Regions from separate parts of the Mus musculus genome. Here regions 1 and 3 are each linked to region 2. The links are chromatin contacts, called in public Hi-C maps. All regions are on one chromosome and are shown on one strand. The core of a region is the stretch at or near the end of the contact, and the rest is flanking DNA. Distances in the headings are between cores, read along the strand shown. Region 1 has its middle 15 kb from the start of Gm35229. Region 2 holds the start of 8430430B14Rik (RIKEN cDNA 8430430B14 gene). Region 3 overlaps Gm35551 (a long non-coding RNA gene).

Region 1 (3,784 bases), core at 677-3,176, 60 kb after region 2:
GTGAGGTACAGGGATGTCTGCTTGTATCCTGTGCACTCAGGGAGAGTCTGGCAAGGAACTTATGGTCTAGTGCAGCTACAATGGGTGACTGCTGAGGCGTCTGTGGAAGGTGGCGGTGACCCAGAACAGCCTCAGATGTTTGGAAAAGGGGGTTGTGCTCACTGGGCTTCTTCCTTGCAGGTGCCAATCATTCTTTCTACCCAGCATGCATTTCTCCCCTCTCATCTCTAACAAAATCCTCTGCAAAATATGATCTTTCCAGCTCTAGCTGCGATACAACCTATTTCCAACAAATCTCAAGTACAAAGAGTTTTATGGCCAGGCTTTTTAAAGGTCATGTTTTCTTGATTAAAAAGTATAGATTCAGCTAATGTAAACTTGCCCCTTTCCTCCATTCTCTTGGCCTGGAAATTAAATGTGAAGGCTGGAAGTGACGAAGCCATTTGTGACCATGTGAACAAAGTCAGGGATGGCGGGGGTGGGGAGTAGCAGGAGTCTTAATTGTCCATCACTCTTAAGAGCTCATACACGTAACCAGATCACCTACAGCCAGGCATCAATGAAGCTAGGGACAACAGCCCTTACTTGTTTGGTGATTAAGTAACTCATAAGCATGGCAGCCCGGGATGCCTAGTTCTTCTTGGCTTGGTATAACCATAAAGGCAAGACAAGACAGGCAGACAAGAGTAACCAAAACAAACAACCATCAAGCACCAGGGATGTAAAGAAGTCCAGGCCATGTCCACTTCTGGGCCGTTCTCAACGCCAGAAGGCACCCTGCAACTCTCCATGATCAACTTTGTCCTCTTTTGGACTCTCTTATGAAACAAAGAATGACCTTGGTAATGCCAGAGAGGAGCGTATCTGTGGTCCTTGGCGTTTCAAGCCCCCTTCTGACTCCCACTGAGCCACTGGTCAGACATACCTCTTCCTATCCAGTCACTGAGAAAGGCCAGGAGATCACCATGAGGAATGAGTGGAGAGCCAGCCAGGACTAGGGAGGACAGGCAGGGAGGGAGACCTCCTGTCTAAAGAAATCTCATGGGCCCACAGCATGAAGTAGGAAAGAAGGCCAGTTGGACAGAAGGCAGGAATGGGATAGAGGCTGAGGTGCACCCCAGAGTTTCTCAGAGAGGCAGCCCCAAGGCAGAAGGCCGTGGGGGGCTTGATCTTAACGGAATGAAGTTCCCAGTCCCGCTGGTCCCCGGGTCTGTACTCCTGAGATGAGTGACTTTGGCAGCATGAGGCCAGTGAGGGACAGACAAGTGACCAGATCTGTGAGGTGGACTGGAGACAGGGCTTGTCCAAGGTAAGGAAGCGGCAGGGATCACTCTGTTCTCCACACCCACAACAATAAAGTGCTCATATGCATTTCCTGTTGGCAAAACTCTTTGGACAGACGTGATCATACCCAGTCAGTGGAGTAAACCCATAAATGGTGTCAGGCCCACAGAACACAGACAAAGGCATTTACTCCAGAGAGCTGGGGCCTGCCGAGCCCACTCAGGACCGTTGGATGCCAATTCACCCCGAATGCAGCGACCCTCGGGAGGTTTCTCCATTTATCTGTGTCTTCCTCAGAGGTCTGCTGGCTTCTCAGCTCTCCAGCCTCACTCCCCTTGTCTGGACAATGAGGGACTCAGCATAGAGCCCTCTGGGTTTACTGCAGTAACTCAGGGGGCCCGGGAAGCCCAACCTCTGTCACTGTGCATCAGAGTGCTAATAAGGTCACCTCAGCCAAGGCTTCTGACAGCTTACTGAGGACAAACTGTTCCCATCTCCAGACTACACCTGAAGGAAGGAACGACCCATGCGCAGCTGCCACCCAGTACCTGGCCACCGCTTCCTCGCTGAGTAGAAGTCCAGGCTGGGACCCAGGCCAGGCGCCTCCCCCACTCCCTGGAGGCAGGCGGCTGCTAATGGCTCTCCCCACAAGCTGGTTCATTAAAGATTTGTTCTGTGGAGTTGCAATCAAAATAAACAGACGGCCTGAAAGCCAGGGAACTAAAAACCAATTAAGAAGGAATAGAGATGGAGGGAGGCTGGGGGTAGGAGGAAAAAGAGGCCTGGGCCTTCCAAAGACTCGGTTCCCATAGCAGCCAGCTTCCAAAATAGTCTGGGAATGAAAAATAATGAAAACCACCGGGGAAAGCAAAGCTGTCCTGGCAAGAGAGTCCTAACCTTGGGATTGGCTAAATCCCGCTGCCCACAGCTCCCAGAGGGCACCTGGTGACCCGGTGACCTGCCCTTCCCCCACACAATCGTCTTCTTTTCCAAAGTTGTGAGTGGTGCTGCCCCTCTAACAGACCCTCTGCGTAGGCTCCGAGGCAAAGAAGCCACATCCAACCTCCACCTCATGGGTGGCCCAAGAAAGTGGAGAAATGTGAGGGACTAGGCATGTGGTTGTCTGAAAGGTGACAGTCAGTACATCAGGAAGCCCATAACACAAAAGGGCCCCAGTCTAGGTGCAGAAGTCTTCCCGAAGTGCCATTCAGACTGAGATCTCAGGTCTGAGTAGGGCTGGTCCAGAGACAATCCGAAGTCCCCTCAGGAGGCACCTGGATAGCAAGGCTGCAGGAGCAGGAGAGTGGGAAAGCTGAGAAGTGGGAGAAAGAAAACAAGCCTGGTGCGTGCTTCTTATCCCAACAAGGCTCAGACAGGAGGATCACGTTCCAGGCCAGCCTGGGCTACACAGTAAGATCTGGATAGATAGAAAGATAGATAGATAGATAGATAGATAGATAGATAGATAGATAGATAGATAGATAGATAGATAGGCAGGCAGGCAAAATGAAAAAATCAAAACCACTAAACCAGCAGCTCAATGTGGCTGACAAAGATTGTTGTGGGCAGCTCTGTGTCGAGCTTCGTGCTCTCGGCACTGAAAGTTCGGAGCTCTGAAGGTTCAGAGTCAAGGAGCAAGGAGTCCTGCATTGACCTACACAGCAGCTCTATCTCTTTTGTCCAGAGCCAGACTTTCTGGGGGAGCCCAGATCCACACCCCCTTTCTCACCCTTAGTGCTGGGAAACTCTAATGTGACTTTCCAGCAGTTTCTCTGGCGGGCCACCGCCGGCCAGGAACATGGCCAGTTAACCATCTCCAGATCCGTGTCTGCTCTCGGTTTTGTGTCATTGCCGCGGCAACGGGAAAGCAGAGCTCCTGGCCGGTCCACTCTCAGATGCCAAGAGAGAATTACTGCCAAAATGAAGTTAACCCTTTGCACCCTCCCCACCAGCCTTCCAGGCCACAGAGATGAACACTGTGGAGCGTGGTCCTCAGGCCCACAATCCCAGCATGAGGAAGCTGAGGCAGAGGGATCCCTGCTAGTCTGAGGCCAGCCTGAGCTGCAGAGAGAGGAGCCAGTGAGAGCTAAGAGAGAAACCATGCCCGGAAACAAAACTAAAACACAAAAAGAAATGAGAGCACCAAGTCTAACACTCACCAAAAGTTCAACCGCCCCAGGCAGGGCCTGCTCCAGAGAGACCCCGCCACCACCTGAGTGACAGAGTAGAGAGCAGCAGAGAACAGCAGAGGTGGCGTGAGGGTTGACATGCTCAGCTGCTGGAAGCTGCTCTCAAAGCAACTGCCTGTTTTCCCAAGAAACCCAGCCCATGACCGGCAGGAGCCTACGGGCACTTAGATGGACCCATGAAGGCAAAAGCATGGCCACTGTTCCCCCAACTCACTGAGGTACCAACCGGAACAAGGGGGCATGGGGCAAAGCATGCTGGCCTGGGAATCCAGAAACAAGCTGCCCCCAGGTGCCTGTCCTGTCCCCAGGTG
Region 2 (3,490 bases), core at 881-3,380:
GTTCTGATACCCTGACTCTCCAGAGGGTCCCACATCATCTGGAGTCATCTATGAATCTTCTGTACTTTGACTTTTGTTTCTCCTATGCCCCCCCCCCCTCCATGGCAGCCACATGCCAAACACACCTGCCTTGCCAGCCCCTTCCCTGGGCAATCTTTGTTCTGGGGACACCTTCCTTGGGTACATCCTACGCACCAGTCCTCCAGACACACCCCGTGGACTCAGCCTCAGATTCCCAAAGGTCCGGCCTCCACCCTGCAGAAAGAACAGGTCTGACCCACTGGGCTGGGGGAAGCTGAGTCGCAGACCTCAGGCTGAATAGCTGCTTTCTTCTCACTCCCCTCCCCTCCCCAGCAGAGCGATCACTCATTAACCCTTCAAACCAGATAACCCTTCATGGGGGAAGAGAACATGTGCTTATCCTGGGTCATAAAACATCAATATTGACTTCTCAGGGTAAGGCCAAAGGGGATATGGGGGCTGGTGGGGCTTCCCCTCTGTGGTGCTGAGGGGCCGGCTCACCTGACTTCCTTCTCTGTGGGGAATATCTAAACCAGGTCTCCAATACCTGAAGAAGCCCGATCCCTGCCTGCTCCCCTTCAAAGGCAATCCCTACACCAGGGGCTCAACTCTTCTCTGCTCCTGGAAGGTATTTAAGGTCCCTCTCTTTCTGTATGGGGGTCCCTCTAATCTGACCACAGCCCAAGGTCCTAGGTCTGGACACAGTCTGTCACTGCTATCTTTCCTAACTCTGGGATCTGGACAAGTGATGGACTTGTGTCTCCTTTTTCTAATTTGTGAACGTGGCGTAGAACAGCCCCCTAGCGCATAAGCTATTAGGCTAGTCAACGGAGATCATGTTCAGGAGTGTGTGCTCCTATAGAAGGTGTCCCTCTCTACCTCTGCTCTTGGTATGTGTATCTCTTTATGCCTTCCTCCTTGCTCCTGGCCAAGCTTCACCATCATCCTCGTCCCTCTGGCACATAGTGAGTTAACTCCTTGGTCTCCATTAGGGGCGAGAGGAGGGGTCTACACCTATGTGGGTCTCCAGAGAGCTCCACATCACCTCGAGGGCAACATTCATCCATACATTGCATTTGCCTCTTTGACTCCTCCAGAGGACGAGGCGCCCAGTGGGGGAATTTTCAGTCCCTTCTGAAAGGGACCTCTCCTGAAAGCCGGGCTGGGCAAGCACAGGTAGTAGTAGAATATCCTTGAGCCCCACCCAGGGCCTGCGCCCTCCCCTCTCCTTCTCTTTGTCCCTTCCCTACTCCAGCCTCGCCTTGCCTGAAGCTGTGGGACACCCAAGGCCCCAGTCCTGAGAGCTTCCAGAGGGGCTGTAACCCTGGGTGCTGGTCAATGATTAATACTGAGCAAACTCAGGACCAGGCGAGGGCTCCCAGCAGGGCTGGGATCAGACAAAGGCCCCCCTGTCTGGCTGAGACACCATCTTGGTGAACAGTTACTGATTACCCTGTCAACTCCAGCAGAGAGGTGGGGTGGGTGGCTGCTATCTCGCCAGGGTGGAGGGTGCTCTGGAGGTGGGGGAACGTGGGTGGGAGATGGGTTAAGCTCTTGAGCTCCGGCTTCACTTTTATGAGCTGCACGGGGTGAGGCTGGTAGCATGAGGGTCTGCGGTGCTCAGGGTGTTTCCGTACCTGTCTGTCACAGGGTTGAGGAGAGACAGGTGCCTGCCTCCAATAACAGCTCTCGGCCACTCCCTTCTAACGTTCCAACACTTCCTCCCTTCCTTACAAAACCGGTTGTCTTCTTTGTGCTGGGCCATAGAATCCCCCTGGCTGCCCCACCACCACTTAGCCCCACAAACTTCTATGTTTTCCGCCTCACCTCGAAATGTTCTTAAAAATTCTTCCTCCCTCCCTTCCTCCTCTTCTTCCTCCTTCAGGAACCTCTGTCAGTTTCCTACCTTGTCATCCTGGTCTCCTCCTGCCTGGGTCCCGTCTGCTACATCTTACCTTAATGGTGCTCATCTCTTTCCAGGGTCTTCCTGCACTGGGCACCCTCTGCTTCCATGTCTTGCTGCCCAGCCTTCAGCGCACCACAGGTGCATGGCCTAGGCCAGCTCTGCCTGGCAAGTCGGGGGACTTCAGTTCCAAGGACAGAACAAGTAGGGAGTGAACAGAGTGCCAGGAGAGCTGGAGGGGCCCGTGGGACTCCTCCACACCCCTCGCTTTTCCTCTAGGACTAAAGACTGGAGATTAGGAGACAATGGGCATACCAGTGGGCACAGTTCACCCTGCACAGAGATGCTGGTGTCTATGATGTCCTTCATTGACAGAGCCACCTCGCCGTAGGCAAACACCCCAGCTAGGCATAAGGAGTACCTTCTGAGGGCCTGAGGGGGAATGCCATTGGGAGGTGAGGGGAGCTCAGAAGACCCCGTGGGGGCATTCCACTGCCAACTGCATCCCCCACTATCCTGGTCCTGGAGTTGCCTTAGCTTGTGAAGTTCATTAAGTCCAGACTTGCCCTGAGGACCTTAGCGATGAAGAACAAGGGCACCGAGACCCAAGTGAAAGGCAGGGAGAGCGAGGGCGAGACTAGTAAGTGGGCTACAGTGGGTGGATAAGGTGAGCGCCCAGGGGCCAGCTCCCCGGAGGCCAGCTCCTCTCTCCCTTGCCCAACAGGTTTTCTGGGCAGAAAACTCAGCTCCTAAATCTAATCTCAACAGGAGGGCGCCACCTGCTGTTGGGGAGGCTAATGTGCCCCTTGCAGATTGGACTGGAGAACTTGGCGTGGAGGCTCCTCAGGGAACAGATGCTCAGTTTGGGACTGTAGTGCATGGACTGAGCCTAGAAGACTCTCAGCAGGCTTAACTGCAAACCATGAGGCGCCTCCCTCCTCTTTGCCTTCTACGGCTCCACTCATTCCGGCCACCCTAAGGGAGTCTCTTGTCTTCAACTGGACCTCCAGTGTCCACAGCCCAGTGTCCTCAACCTCCTTCAAGGCTTCTTGTAAGAGCTAATATTGGGACGGGGGCTTCAGGGCCAGAATTCTTTCCCAGAAGCAAGCAGGGCTCAGCCTGCCGCTGGAGCCGGGCCGCTCTGAGATGGGCAGGGTGGGCTCCGCTACATCTTCCGCTGAGGAGTTGGGCTGACACCTTTGTGCCTCCTCCTAAAGGCCTCTTGGCATGTTTCTGCTCTAGGCAATAGCTGGGGACCCAGGTTCCCCTCCAGGACCACCTTCCCTGATACCCTACTATCTCACAAGACTGATTCCTTCATGCCTCACTAAATTCCTGCGCGACCTTACTGATTTCTAACGCCCCTTGCCTGGCTCACACATCTCTTCTGACCTGTCCAACTTCATTTGCAACACTCTTTCATGGTGTGGAACTCTACTTGGTGGGGCTTACTCCACACTCTCCAGTGGGGTTAGCTCCCATATGCATGGATTGCCACCCCCCCCCCCCCTTAGGCTTCGTAGATTGCCGTACTGGGAGCTTCCCGCATTAAATGGAGCTTCCTGA
Region 3 (3,322 bases), core at 498-2,997, 34 kb before region 2:
GCACTGACAGTAGACAGCAACCATGCCAGGAGAACTATATGCGGGTCCTGCCTCCCGGTGTCACAGCAGGTCTGGGTTTGTTCTGTTCCAGGTCTGGAGACCGATGCCCCCTGGGACCGCCCCCCCCCCCCCCGTAGGAGTCAGGCAACATCCCACCTAGCGCTGCACAACTGCAGGGCAGAGGAGGCGAACAGTGAACTCCAACGGCTCTCAGTCTTCAGCCCTCTCTCTGGGTCCTCAGACACGGGCTGCTAGAGCTGGGGCTGGGAGCATCCTAAAGGGTCCTGCCCGAGGAGCCCTTGGAAGTCAGTGGACCCTTCAGTAGGCGGGGCCTATCTGAAGTTTGTCTTTGGGAGGGCGTGTCCTCAGAGCCGCTAAGGGATCTCTTTCTCTTTGATTCTTGGCTCCCACGAAGGTAGTGGCCTTCTGTGCCCCACACTCCTACCATGACCTCTGTGTTGCCACAAAATAATCGGACCAACCAATGGTGGGTGGCGACCTTCCAAAAGCACGGGCAAGGCTTCTCTCCTTTAAGCTGGTCATCTCAGATTTTTGTTTGTTTGTTTGTTTTTGCCGCTATAGTGGAAATCTAGCGAACTCAGGGACATCCCCCTGTGGCGGGAGTTAAAGTGTTTTACTCTCCTTTCTGTTGCTATGATAAGATATCCTGACCCTCCCGCCGCCCCCCCCCCCCCAAAAAAAAAGCAACTTAGGGGAAAAGGGACTCATTTGGCTTGCCTTTGCAGGTTATAGTCCATTTTTGCAGGGAACTCCTGGAACCAGGGAACATGAAAGCAGCACACCCACCACCAGGAGCAGGGGGAAAATAAACAGATCCTTTCTCAATGGCTGCTCTGCTCTGCCAACTTCCTTCACTCATATACCGTGGGACTCCGCTCATGACATAGAGCCACCTGCATTCGGGTTGGGCCTTCCCACCTCAGTTAATAAAGATAAGCTCTCCACACACATGCCCTCAGGCCAACCTGACCTTGACCGTCCTCACCCGAGACTCCCTTCTCCGATTCCAGGTCATGGCAAGCTGGCTTTAAAACCAACCGTCACGGCACCCTGCCGTCTCTTCAGACTGGCGACCCTTAGCCTGTGGTCTCAAGCATGCCTGGCCCGACAGAGTGAGGGGGACTCTGAGCCCCTCCGAAGCAGAGTGTCTACTTGTAGGATGCAGTCAGTGCCTGTCCAGGACACGGAGCCATCCCACAGTTCTGGGGGCATCAAGGAACTTTAGCTTCCTTAGACTTGATGCTGCTTTCTGCAGCAGGTGGCTTGTAAGTCAGAAATAACAGAATGGGGAGACACCAGGCAATGGGTACAGCAGGGACTAAGCCGTGGCTGTATCTCCTCACAGGCATGTGCCGTGGCCTCCAAATCCTAGTGTTTCTAGGCTTAAAGTACAGCACTACCTCCCTCGGCCCTTTGGATGTCTTACAGCTCACAAGGCTTCCAAGGTCTTCTAGGGAGTGTCAGCACAGTGCTGAGGAGACCAGGCGGGTAGCTGAGCCCCAGGACACCAAAGCACTGGGAACAGTGTCAGGAGAGGAGCGTCCACACCCGTCTCTTCCTCTCCCACACACCTGTCTTCATCGCCTCTCCAGGATTTTTCTTCCCGAACAACAGCTGGGCATGTGAGGCCAGCCCCAGAGAAAGTTAAAGCTATGATCCTCACCTACAAGGGGCTGAGGAGAGTAACCTCTCCTCCGTGGGTGGCGGATGTCACTTGGGTGTAGGCACCGATCTCTACATGGGCATGACTTCCTGGTACTGAAGGCAGGGTAGAGAAGTCTCTCTTGTAGTGATGGAAAGAAAGCAATGTGAGCTTCAGAGACCGCTCTGAACAGAGAGCAGAGAGGCCAAGCCTACTTAACTGGAGGAAAGAGGTCCTCTGTCTTAGTGTCAGAGTTGGAAGATCTGCCCTGAAGCAAACACGAGGGAAACTGATGCCCAGGGTGGGGCCTCTGCTGCACAAGGCTGGACAGTGACCTCAGCCTTAAGATCCATGCGTGCGCTGTCCTCAAAGCAACAGGAACTTTAAGGGGTTGATTGCTGCTGAGGCAGGTCCAATCTAATCACAAGTGGCTTATAAGAGGGATGGAGGATAAGTTAGAGCCAGTGATGTGACAAAGGGATGAGAGGTGGTCTGTGAAGGTGGGGGAAGGGGTTACAGGCCAAGGCATCTATTAGATACTAAGAAAGACAAGGAAGTGGGCTTTCCCCCAGAGCCTTGGCCTGTAGATGCCTGACTTTAGGCCAGTAATGTTGAAATTGAACTTCCAGCCTCCAGAACTGGAGGGAAACCAATGCTTGCTGTTTCTAGCCATTTAATCTGTGGCCATGGCGATCACTGGAGATTTACACTTGCTGAGGGCTACAGAAGGAGCCAGGGCCAGATCTTCTCAATGAGACCAGCTCTCAGGAATGGATGCCCTGGGGCCTCTGGGAGATGTGTGCGTGTGTCAGAGAGAAGAGAGACCATGACTTCTTCACGCATCAAGAGATTCTTCTGGGCAGATGACCCTCCAGAGGCACGGCAACATTTTTCTCTCCAGGAAAAAATAACTCAGTGTGTATCAAGAACTCAGTGTCTCACACGCACACATGGAGTCGTGGGTCCCCGGGAGACACAAGCTCTGTCATTCTCTCCAGGCCTCTTTAATTTCCTTGGGGGCAGGCAGGGAGCAGGGCTAAGGACTATGGACTCCTGGTGACATCTGGAATTCTCCAACGCTCCTAGGGGTCCTGTGGAGTTGGCCCTCCTCTCCAGTGTTTCCTGCTTCCATGCAGTCTCTGGGAGGATTTGACACATTTCCTAGCTGGGGAGCATGGTTGGAATTTCCAGCCGGCTTCCAGATGTGGCGCTGACTGGGCTGGAAGATGCTTTTTTGAAAAGCATCTGGGAAGCCAGGGGTCCCCCAGCGCCAACCTAGGCTGTTGTGCATGTCCTTCTTCCTCACGCTGTTATGTGGTTGGGCTTTCCATGGGGGAGCTCATGGGTAGGGTTTCACCATGTGAAGAAGGGTGTAGCCTGCCAGCTTCAGGCCCGTAGTCCAAAGGTGGTCTAGCACAGCAGGTCAGAGGGGCCAAGGCTGATTAAAAAAAAAAAAAAAAAAAAAAAAAAAAAAAGACTAGAAGGAGCATGGATGGAGTGGGCTGGCCAGGGTGAAGAGAGGGGAGGGGTCCAGGAGTCAATACCCAGTAATAATGAGTTTCTGGCCCTGGGCTGCTGGACAGCAAGATAAAGGGGAGCCCCTTCACTGGTTAGAGCTGGTTCCTAGTGCGTGGGACAGTTCGGTTCCCTAGACAGCAT

The links. Hi-C and Micro-C count contacts between places; a contact is called where the count stands out from the background.
Region 1: a contact with region 2 is called in a Hi-C map of cerebral cortex, with 1.9 times the contacts expected there. The contact joins the enhancer-like site here to the promoter of 8430430B14Rik in region 2. A contact is called at or near these places in 1 of 484 Hi-C or Micro-C datasets (cerebral cortex) and 5 of 115 datasets of contacts at active chromatin or transcription factors (the HPC-7 cell line, embryonic fibroblasts, embryonic stem cells and 2 more).
Region 3: a contact with region 2 is called in a Hi-C map of CD8 T cells, with 2.3 times the contacts expected there. The contact joins the enhancer-like site here to the promoter of 8430430B14Rik in region 2. A contact is called at or near these places in 3 of 15 datasets of contacts at CTCF or cohesin (the NIH/3T3 cell line and large pre-B cells), 61 of 484 Hi-C or Micro-C datasets (the 3T3-L1 cell line, the AML12 cell line, B cells and 32 more) and 17 of 115 datasets of contacts at active chromatin or transcription factors (CD8 T cells, the HPC-7 cell line, the NIH/3T3 cell line and 12 more).

The regions. Positions count from the first base shown.
Region 1 is chr17:83,937,118-83,940,901 of GRCm38.p6, reverse strand. No RefSeq gene overlaps it. Among named protein-coding and RNA genes, the nearest start is that of Gm35229, 15 kb to the left of the region's middle. Within about 2 kb of position 1,926, at least 82 of the 459 cell types and tissues checked have an H3K27ac peak or open chromatin away from gene starts, as enhancers often do. A contact at or near this core is called in cerebral cortex and heart atrium, where this site is marked.
Region 2 is chr17:83,997,192-84,000,681 of GRCm38.p6, reverse strand. It overlaps 8430430B14Rik (RIKEN cDNA 8430430B14 gene), which reads right to left and starts at 2,130. Exons shown (of 2, transcript NR_130994.1): 1 at 1,977-2,130.
Region 3 is chr17:84,031,081-84,034,402 of GRCm38.p6, reverse strand. The region is part of intron 4 of Gm35551 (a long non-coding RNA gene); the gene reads left to right. Among named protein-coding and RNA genes, the nearest start is that of 8430430B14Rik, 34 kb to the right of the region's middle. Within about 2 kb of position 1,747, at least 48 of the 459 cell types and tissues checked have an H3K27ac peak or open chromatin away from gene starts, as enhancers often do. A contact at or near this core is called in CD8 T cells, CD8 central memory T cells, T follicular helper cells and 8 more, where this site is marked.